2 separate regions of the Rattus norvegicus genome follow, and region 1 is linked to region 2. A link is a contact called in public Hi-C data. All regions are on one chromosome and are shown on one strand. Each heading gives the region's core, a stretch centred on a gene start, on an enhancer-like site or on the middle of the called end of the contact. The rest is flanking DNA. Distances are from core to core; before and after follow the strand shown. Region 1 has its middle 56 kb from the start of Fzd7. Region 2 overlaps Cdk15 (cyclin-dependent kinase 15).

What was found. A called contact is a pair of places that touch in the nucleus more often than the background predicts.
Region 1: a Hi-C map of the A7r5 cell line shows a contact between it and region 2, with 2.2 times the contacts expected there. The contact joins two enhancer-like sites. A contact is called at or near these places in 3 of 12 Hi-C or Micro-C datasets (the A7r5 cell line, liver and mammary epithelial cells).

What each region holds. Positions count from the first base shown.
Region 1 is chr9:68,367,187-68,372,107 of GRCr8, forward strand. No RefSeq gene overlaps it. Among named protein-coding and RNA genes, the nearest start is that of Fzd7, 56 kb to the right of the region's middle. Within about 2 kb of position 3,590, at least 5 of the 93 cell types and tissues checked have an H3K27ac peak or open chromatin away from gene starts, as enhancers often do. A contact at or near this core is called in the A7r5 cell line, where this site is marked.
Region 2 is chr9:68,262,093-68,266,783 of GRCr8, forward strand. The region is part of intron 10 of Cdk15 (cyclin-dependent kinase 15); the gene reads left to right. Among named protein-coding and RNA genes, the nearest start is that of Cdk15, 59 kb to the left of the region's middle. Within about 2 kb of position 1,504, at least 12 of the 93 cell types and tissues checked have an H3K27ac peak or open chromatin away from gene starts, as enhancers often do. A contact at or near this core is called in the A7r5 cell line, where this site is marked.

The DNA of each region.
Region 1 (4,921 bases), core at 2,340-4,839, 110 kb after region 2:
AAACACTTATTTTGGGGGCCCTGACCTTCACAGAGCGTGTGATTATATAGTCAGAAATTCTGTGAACTGGTCAGCGTCGAACACATTGGAAGTTTGAAGTGGCCTCTGGCAGGACATTACCATGCGCATGGGCAAATGCTACAACCGCTCTCACTGCTACCTGTCCTCTGCCCCCACACTCCCACTCCCACCTCACAGTCAGCTGTTCGTTCCTGGAACATCTGGGACAATCTGCAAAAGACAGGCAAGCGCTCAGGACAGCCAGATATCCACTCCCAGCTAGACGCAAGATCCTCTGCGCCATTCCTGATCGGTATCTGGATCTTCAACATTAGAGAGACACTTTCTTTCGTCTAAGCTCCTTCAAGAAACAAAGCAAACAAAACTGTTATTTGATCCCATAGATTCTCTGCATGGAGAGTGACTGTTGGCTCTTCGGTACCATTTGCTAAAACTCTAAACTACACCTTCATAATGATGCTTGCAAACACTAAATGAATTAGATCGAACTGGGTTATTTTTTAAAAGAGGCTTCAGGTCCTGAGTTCAATTCCTGACAACCACGTGGTGGCTCTCAACCATCTAAAATGTGATCTGATGCTCTCTCCTGGCACACAGGTGTACATGCAGGTAAAGCACTCACACACATAAAATAAATACTATTTTTTTTTTTAAAAGACACTTCAGTTGGTTAAAGTTGAATTCACAGATGTCAAGGGTGATGTTTTAGTCGGCATGTAAATATATGCTGGTTATAGTGACAATTTGACAGACAAGATCTAGACTGGCCTGGGCTCTGGTGATGAACTTGAGGAATTGTCTAGAGTAGGTTAACTAAGTTGAGCAGACCCACCTTAGATGCAGGCAACACCCGTAGACTGAATTAAAAGGAGCAAACTGAGTAAAGCACAAATATTCTCAGCTTTCTTTCCTGAGTGCAGCTGCCTCAAGCTCCTGCCACCACACCTCGCCCACACGGTGGACTACACAACAGCTCTGTAAACTATAGTAAACCCTCCCTCCCTCCCTCCCTTCCTCCCTCCCTCCCTTCCTCCCTCCCTTCTTTCCTTCCCTCCCTCCCTCCCTCCCTCCAGTTGCTTCCATTGAGTATTCCCCTGCAGCAATGAGACAAGTGGCTAATATAACGCAGACGACCATCTTTGGGTGATGGAATGGCAAGGGCTCTCTCACCCTGTGTAGAGCCCTGCCTAGAAGTGGGTGGGTCTCCTCGTGGTCTTTGGAACACTTCTCAGGATGCTGAGGGACATTGTGAGGATTGGTGAAATTGTCCGGGCAAGTTACTGGAAAGCAAGAGAGAATCCTGCCCTAAGACAAAGGTGTTTGGGAGCTGTTTTCATGGTAAATCTGGCGAGCAGCACTTCGTTCTGAAGCCACCATCTTTTCAACCATCGCAGGGATGTTGCTTTCTGCTAAGCACAATGGAAAGAAAGTGAATAAGCAAGCCATTGGCAGGGCCTGCAACTGCCATCCACTAAAGAGTTGTGATTGCCCTCTCTTTGGAAAGTGCTTTTTCCCTTGTTCATTGCCCACTCAGAGACTCACCCATGCAGAGTCCTAAATCCACTACACAAGCCCTACAGGTCCCTACAATCCCAAACCCTGTGGATGGACTTCACCGGGCTTTTCTCAATAACCTCAGGACTCTTTAAACCTCCTGCTTAGACCTAATCAAGCCTTTCTTCAAGCTACATATGTGAGCTTGCTTATCTCTTGCAGTCCTAGAATTGGACCAACCCCAGGGACTGGTACATGCCCTTTACCACTGAGCTAAATCCCTATCCCATCTTTATCTCTTCAACTAGGAAGAGACAACTTAGAACGCTCTCCATCTGTGCACCAATCATGCACAAATCATGCACAAATCATGCACAAATTATTGTTCACCCATCATGCACCTAATCATTCGTGGGCCTAAGAGTCGAGAGTATAAAGGAAAAAGGTGGGATTGTCCTACCCTCCCAAAGACAGTGGAAATGGCCACCCTTTTTACTCAACTGTTTGGAAGTTCTAGCTGGTTGATGACATTCTCCCCAGAGTAATAAGCCATTCTAGGTACAAGCTGTACTAGAACAGAAAGTTTGGTTGGGGCCCATCCAAGAAGACTTCTGACCTCGAACTCACATATCAATCAATAAAGGTCTTCGGGGTTCAGATAGTGACCTGAGGGTACTTTTAAAATGTCCATATTGAGGAATCAAAATTTATTTTCTGGAAAGGCATTCCTGTACAGTTCCAGACAGTATAAAAACATAACCATGTTGTAAATGCAATACTTTGGCCTTTCCAAATGCCTATGTTAAATGTGTGGTCTTCAGGTTGACACTATTGGGAGGCGGTGGAAGCCTCTACAAGGTAGGGCCTAGTGAGAAGTTTTAAGTCCAAGGGGGAGGGATGTGAAGGAACCAGTGGGATCCAAGCACCCCCTTTCACTTGTCTTTGCTTCTAGGCGACTATGATTTAAGAGATTCCTCTGGGTTCGGTCCCCAGCTCTGAAAAAAAAGAACCAAAAAAAAAAAAAAAAAAAAAGAGAGATTCCTCCTCTCCTCCTCCCCACTGTCTTGTACGACCTCACTGCAGTCCCAAAAGTGACAGGCCAACTGACAAGGGACTGGAACCTCCAACACTGCCAGCCAAAAGGAAAATGCACAAGCTGACTAACACTGGGAATATTTCAGGCTATGCAGTCTGCATTGTAACTATCCAGTTCTTCCCTTTGTAGCACAGCCAGTCGTAAGCAACAGGAAAATAAATGAGTGTGGCTGTGTTCCGGTGAAATCTGATTTGTGGATGCTGAAATCTGAATTCCTATCATTTTTAGTTGTCATAAAATACAATCTTTTTGGGTTTTCACACTCTAAAAGTGGCCAAAGTCCCTCTTAGCTCCTAGATCAGATTCTGATCTCCTGACCCTGATTCCGAAGGATGTTGGAGGAGGCTGCACGGCTTTCAGGCTGCGGGATGGCCTGGAGGTGCCCAGAGGACGAACCCTGATGGACTTTCAGACTTTACCCTACGTGTGCATGAGGAGTTTTCTGTGGAACACTCATTCATTAAACGCATTTTTTAATTTTTTTTTTTTTTGCGTTGAGATTTTCTTTATTTTTAGCCATTACTGGAGGGTGAGTCAGTTTCCTTCTGTTTTAGGTGTTTCTTAGGTGAAAGAACCTTGCCTACTCTAAGTCACACATTTGTATAAACAGTGAAAGTTCCCTAAATCCAATCTGCATACAGAACTTCCACAGGTAATGGGGCCAGTCACTAAGTGGGACACATCAGTCACTGTCAGCCAACAGAAGTCAGCTAACCGACCAGCTGAACAACTGTTCTGGGTGCCTAACTGTGCTGCATCTGGCTGCTTTGCCGACTTCCAAACACGGCCTGTGCTGTCTGGATGAACCTTAAGAGCCTGGGCTTTGGAGCCTCCTACCCACCTCTGCTGTGCTCTGACACTTGGAAGCCAGCTCCCCATTGCTTCGTTGCTGTGGCTTCTCCGTGCTCCACAGAGGCCGCAGTGATGGACACAGTGCATCACTGTGAGGTTCTGGCCACAGGAGGCCTCCACACACCACTGAGCCTTGTTGTGTGGGAGGGACTTCTGCAGCACTTGGGGCAGGGAGTATTTGGATCAAAGCTGCTTCATTCCCAAGACCACAGATACACCGCCATCCCTTCTCCTTCCTTCCCAGCCCCTTCTTGCCTTTCGCTATGTCCTCCTTTCTTGTTCTTTGTGTTGCCTGACCCCTGAGTTCACTGAAGTCAACTCTTTTTGTTCAATCCAAAACTGTCTAAGGGACTACTTTTAGCAACCAGGGAAGGTTTAGCTGAAGAAACGCCCTCTGAGGAGAGCCCTGAACTTACATGACCTTCCATGTTTGTTTCTATTGAATCTCATTTTAAGAGTTTATTATTTTAATTGTGTGAATGTGTGTGTGTGTGTGTCTGTGTGTGCACACACAAGCCTGTGTCTGATCCCCCAAAGGAACTGGAGTTGCAGGCAGTTGTGAGCTCTGAGAACTGAACTTGGGTCCTCTACTAGAACAGTAGGTGCCCTTAACTGCTTAGCCATCTCTCCAATCTCCAGACCTGTCAATCTGAAAAGTTTCTGTGAGGAGAAATGATCTGATTCTCATTTTACATGTGAGAAAATTGGGTTTTGGTAAAGGTTTCCTAAAGTCGCAGGCTAAGGAGTATCTGAAAGTCGATATTTTCTCGGCCCTGTTCAAGCCCTGCTCCTAGCCTTAGTTAAGTAAGCTTGGCTATGACCTCATTTCACAAAACCTGCCCATCAATAATGAGTCCCCCTCTGCTGCATATCCAAGAAGTTTTATGCCTTAAAGAAACACGCTTTGAGGATCTTCCTCTGGCAGGTAGACAAAACAAAGTTCCCTCTACTCAGGGAGAGGAGCCGAGAGGACTGGAGCTTTAAAGAGTGACAATGTGCTGTTGGAATAGACTCAAAGGAGATAAGGATGCGCTGGCTACAGATTATGGTGACGCGTTTCCGACAAAAGGAAGAGTCAGCGCACACGCCCAGAGCCTAGAGTCATCCTCAGTGCATTCGAGGAGCACTTCAAAGGCCAGCATGTCACAGCAGATGCGGAATGGGCAGAGGGATGGGACAGAAGGACAGAGAGGTAATTTGGAGATGTCGGGCTCAAGTAAGGCCTTGAGGGATGGAAGGGCGTTACAAAAACCAGTTTCCCTCCATCCACTATCTTAAGGTGTAAGCCTCTTGAGTCTGTGTCTACATGTCCTCGTGATCACAGGGGGTTAGAGTGCCATGGAGCCTTTCTTAGCTCTTGGTGAGTTTAACACACAGAGTTTAACCAGGGTGCTGACAATTAACAGCCACCAAAGCCAGCTGGAACCAGTGGCTTCCAGGTTCACTTGGTTCACTGCT
Region 2 (4,691 bases), core at 254-2,753:
CCACCACCACCACCATCACCACCATCACCACCACCACCATCACCACCACCACCAACACCATCACCACCACCACCACCATCACCACCACCACCATCACCACCACCAACACCACCACCACCACCATCACCAACACCATCACCACCACCACCACCATCACCACCAACAACAACAACACCATCACCACCACCACCACCACCAACACCAACACCATCACCAACACCAACACCATCACCACCACCATCATCATCACCACCACCATTACCACCACCACCACCACTACCATCATTACCACTACCACCATCACCACCACCACCACCACCATTTGTGTCTGGCATTACATAACAGAATCTTGTTCTATAGCTCAGACTGGCCTGGAATTCACGTCATAGCCCATGCTGGCCTCATACTTCACAGTGACCCATCTCCCTCAGCCACCCAAGTGGCATGTGTCACCAGGCCCAGCTTACTTTTTGTCTTTGGATAGTGTCTGTTTTAACTGGCATTTGATTCAGCCTCCTGGTTCTGATGCTCATTTCTCTGAGGATTACTGGCGACTGTTTTTAGTGTATTCCTTGGCCAGTCACATTTTGTTTTGTTTTTAAGAATGTTCATTCCAGTCGTTTGGTCATTTAGAATCCGTGTGCTCTGTACTACCGAGCTAAAGTCCTAACACACTCTCCACCCAGCACCATCGAAGGTGTTTGATTGCTTTGCCCTTGGGCGAACAGTCCATTTGCTGCCATTGCTAGGCCTCACCTGGATCGGTCTTGAGGAACCAGACTGATTCTCCCAGTGCCGACTCCAGGAAGAACCAGCTTTCTCCCAGTTCTAGTGAGTTGGGCTGTAGGCTGTGGCTGGTTGTAGCTACTTGTACCTGATTAAATCTGGAAGGAGAGAGGAGTGTGTCATGTTTTCTCCTTCCTTCCTTCCTTCCCTCCCTCTTTCCTTCCTTCCTTCCTCCTTCCCCACTCCCCAAGTTAAGCAAGCTGGCTGAGAACTGTCTGTCCTCCACTTCAAAGGGCCAGTTGTCTTATTTTGATGTGGGCAGATTGAGAAGTAGGCTTTGAAAAGTAGGCTCTTTTGTTGTTGTTGTTTAATCTTCCCTCCCGGGATGGCTTTCAGAGCGGTATATCCAAGTGTCAGTGCGGGGTTCTGACGAGCCTGGATTCCCAGACTCTCAGCAGGATCATCCTCTAACAGAAATATAAAAGTGAAATATTAAAAACCCTAAGACGTGAACTCCATCTGCACAGTAGCCGGGGCCTTGCCTGCTTGTGCCATGGGGAAAAAAAAAAAGATCTTGAAAAAAGAGGGAGGAGAAAAGGGTCTTTGACTAGGAGGTTTACAGGGTTAGCAGAGCCCAGTAACTTCCCCTCAAAGGAGTGGGTGTTGTTCCTCGCCCCCGCCCCAAAACTCTCATCCTTTGACTCAGCCGCCAGAACTCACTAGCCTCCTCCTGCAAGGCACCCCCTTTCACATGCTAACTGAGGTGCCTGTGATTGGCTGAACAATACACTGGTCACACTCGCTAAAGGGCTGCTATCTTTCACACAATTAGCCAAGACACATTAATCAAGCTGACGGGCACTGAGGCTTCTGGCCTCCTGTAGTGGGGGAGGGGGAAGATTTTGATGCCCCCCCACCCCAAGCAATAACAGAGTCCTAAAGGGGGCTCTTCTACCCCGATGTCTGAAGAGGTTAAAGCCCCAACTGACTGGCTATCTGGGATGTAGCAGTTTTGTGGCACACGAGATCCAGAGGCTTAGGACAAACCACATGTTCACCTTGGCTAAGCTCTACTAACCCAGAGACAGTAGCGTGAATTTGAGCAGCAGGCGCTGTAGATGTTTTTAAAAAGTTCCCCCAGCCTTCATACCTCCTCCCTCCATTCACAAGAAAATGCACTGAGTCATTCGAACCCCAGGCGTTCTGAGGCCAGCTAGACTGTGCCCACCCACACAGTGTGAGTTTCCCTATCCAGACCGAATAAAGCCTACCAGAGAAGAGAAACAGACTCAGTTAAGACAATGTAACAACTGGCGTGGTGCTGGTCCGAAACACTTGAAGAGCATTAAAATATAGTTCATTCTGAGAGAAGAAGAAATGTAAGCATTTGTGCTTTTGATCACAATTTTTTTTCCCCAAGTCCCCTTTTGTCTAGATTTTCAATGGCAACAGATGACAAAGGTCTTACCTTGGAGACCTGTTTGCTACAAAATCACATAGGGCTTTTCAGGGAATCCGCTAAATATTTAGACGTGTCTCTGTTAAAGTAAACGGAGGCCTGCTCCTCTGGAGGCTGTCCAGGCACGGTCTCATTAGATGCAAAGATCTTGTGATAAAGAGGAACTTTTTCTTCTGCCCACATGATCATAGCACAGTTGTGGTTTTTAATGTGTCACTGATTGTTCCATCCAATTCTGTTTGCTCCCCCTGAAAGGGTCTGTCAGGCTCTGTTTGCTTCCTTAAACACGGTTTTTGAAAGCTCTCGTGCTGTGTGAGCTCAAATCCTAGCATTAAGGTACTGCTGAGTTCATTTCACCACGCTCAAAAGCGCTGAGTTTAAATCCCTCTCAATTCCATTTGAGGCACCAGAAGACTTTATCCTTCTTCACTAATGGTTCCAAGTTTACATCTAGATACTGGGGGTCAAGGACAGGAGAGGATTTAGAAATAACAGTGCGTGACATTAGTCAATGCATTTGCCAAATTGGCAATTAGTTCCTGATGTGCGTGCAAAGCACTTTACTCCTGTCTCTTTGATGCCTGTTCCCATAGAGAAGGGAGCAGCGTCCTCAGAGGCAGTTAGGACTTTTAAAAAAAATATCTGCTGAAAAGCACGCCTGATTTGCTTCATGAGCTCAGCCACAGGGAAGCATCCGGGATTAGGCTGGGTTTCAGTTCCAGGAAAGAACACCTCATCTGGGGAGTTTTTCTCATTGGGGGAACTTAGTGGAAGTCAAAAAGGCAGGGGGTGGGAGGGGAAAGGTGCACAGAAAAAAAGAAAAACCCAGAGGCACAGGAACCTGAATCTGGGCCCTAGACCAGAGGATAGATGAACCTACACCCTTTTGTTTTTTGGTACACTTGCTTTTGCAACTTTTAACCACTAGGTGGAAGCAAGAAATAACTGGGATGAACAGTAGCTATCTGGTGAATTCTCCTTCTGTCTGGGGAACAAGTCAGAAGATGTGTATGATCTCAGGGCTGGTTGTACATATGGGTAACATTAAATGTACTAAGCATGTTGTATTTGTGTATTTATGGATAGACCATGAATTTGAGAGAGGGAGAAAGAGAGAGAGTTGTGGGGAGATACATGTAAAGGGTTGAAAGGAGGAAAGAGGAGGGAAACACACACAGAGAGAGACACACATGAATGACAGTGTAAGAGCTCACTGTGGGAATCATGCAGGAGACAAAGATTGGACTGAAAATCATCCTCCCCTCAAATGGAAGAAAGAACCATTATGCGTTGGCTCAAAGAACTCTGAGCCAATTGCAGTGAACCCAATCTAACACTGCCTCTGCTCTGGTGTCAGCTCTAGCCATGAGTTATTTGCTGAGAGACAGATTTACTGGGCTGAACTATGAGGGAAGGAACTACCTTCTGAATGAAAAAGTCCACTTTCCTCCATTTATTGTCTGGGAGAACTTGAGGGAGTTTTTATTTTCAGTTCTCTAAGCCACAAAAAGGGAGCTATCCTATCATTTAAGACATATTCCCCATGTACCAAGCAACACATAAGTATATGCATAATGTGTAATGATATGTATATACAGTATATTATATATGATATTCATTGCACATAATTACTAATCTCTACTGCTCCTTGCCTAGGTCATTGTTGGAAGAGGTGGTCCTAGCTTACAAATGAGGACTTTTTCCCCCCAGACTCACAGAGAGATGTCTCCTGACTGGGACAAACAGGAATCAGTACCCAACTTTGCTCTATTTCTGTTTCTCATATTGTTTCCCCATCCCGTTTTGCAGCACAGTGCTGAAAAGTCGTTGGACTGCATCTGCCACCGAGCCTAGCTTCTCAGAAAAGCCCGACCAAAGTTATGCTTCTGTTCTCTGTCACAGTGTCCGAGTTCAGCTGCTCAGTGATCCACTGTGGTATAGACACCACGATGGGTGTGCAAGAGTACACTGCCTCTGTTTCTTTATATTTAGAACCTTAGGAATCCTGGCCTCTTTCAGGATGCCTAGTGTACCTTGTGGCACCAAAACTGACTTTTGGGTTGGCTTGCGTGGGCCCAAATGCTGTCTGGATTCCCACCTCGTTAAAGTTGATGTTTGGGTTTTTAAGCACCTACCTACGTATATCTGAGTGCCTGTTAAACCTGTAGCTGTCTGCTCCCCACATCTAAATTGCCATTAGATGCCTAACCACCCTGCAGAGCCTTCCCTAGGAGAACCCTCGTTATCCACCTGCCAGGAGCACAGCAGGGCCCCAGAAATCCGCTGTGTCAGCATCCATGCTGCTTTTTCTTTGCTTGAATGTGTTACAAGAAAAAGATTTCTAGAATTTCCTAGAGGCCAAGCCAGCTCCTTCTAGTCCTTCTAGTAGAATTTTATACATGCTCCTTAACCAGTACATAAAATTAATCATTGGATAGTCATGAAATGAAGTCATCTCGCTTTGATTCATAACCACCTTGTCAAATGGTGGCAATGTTACCTTCTT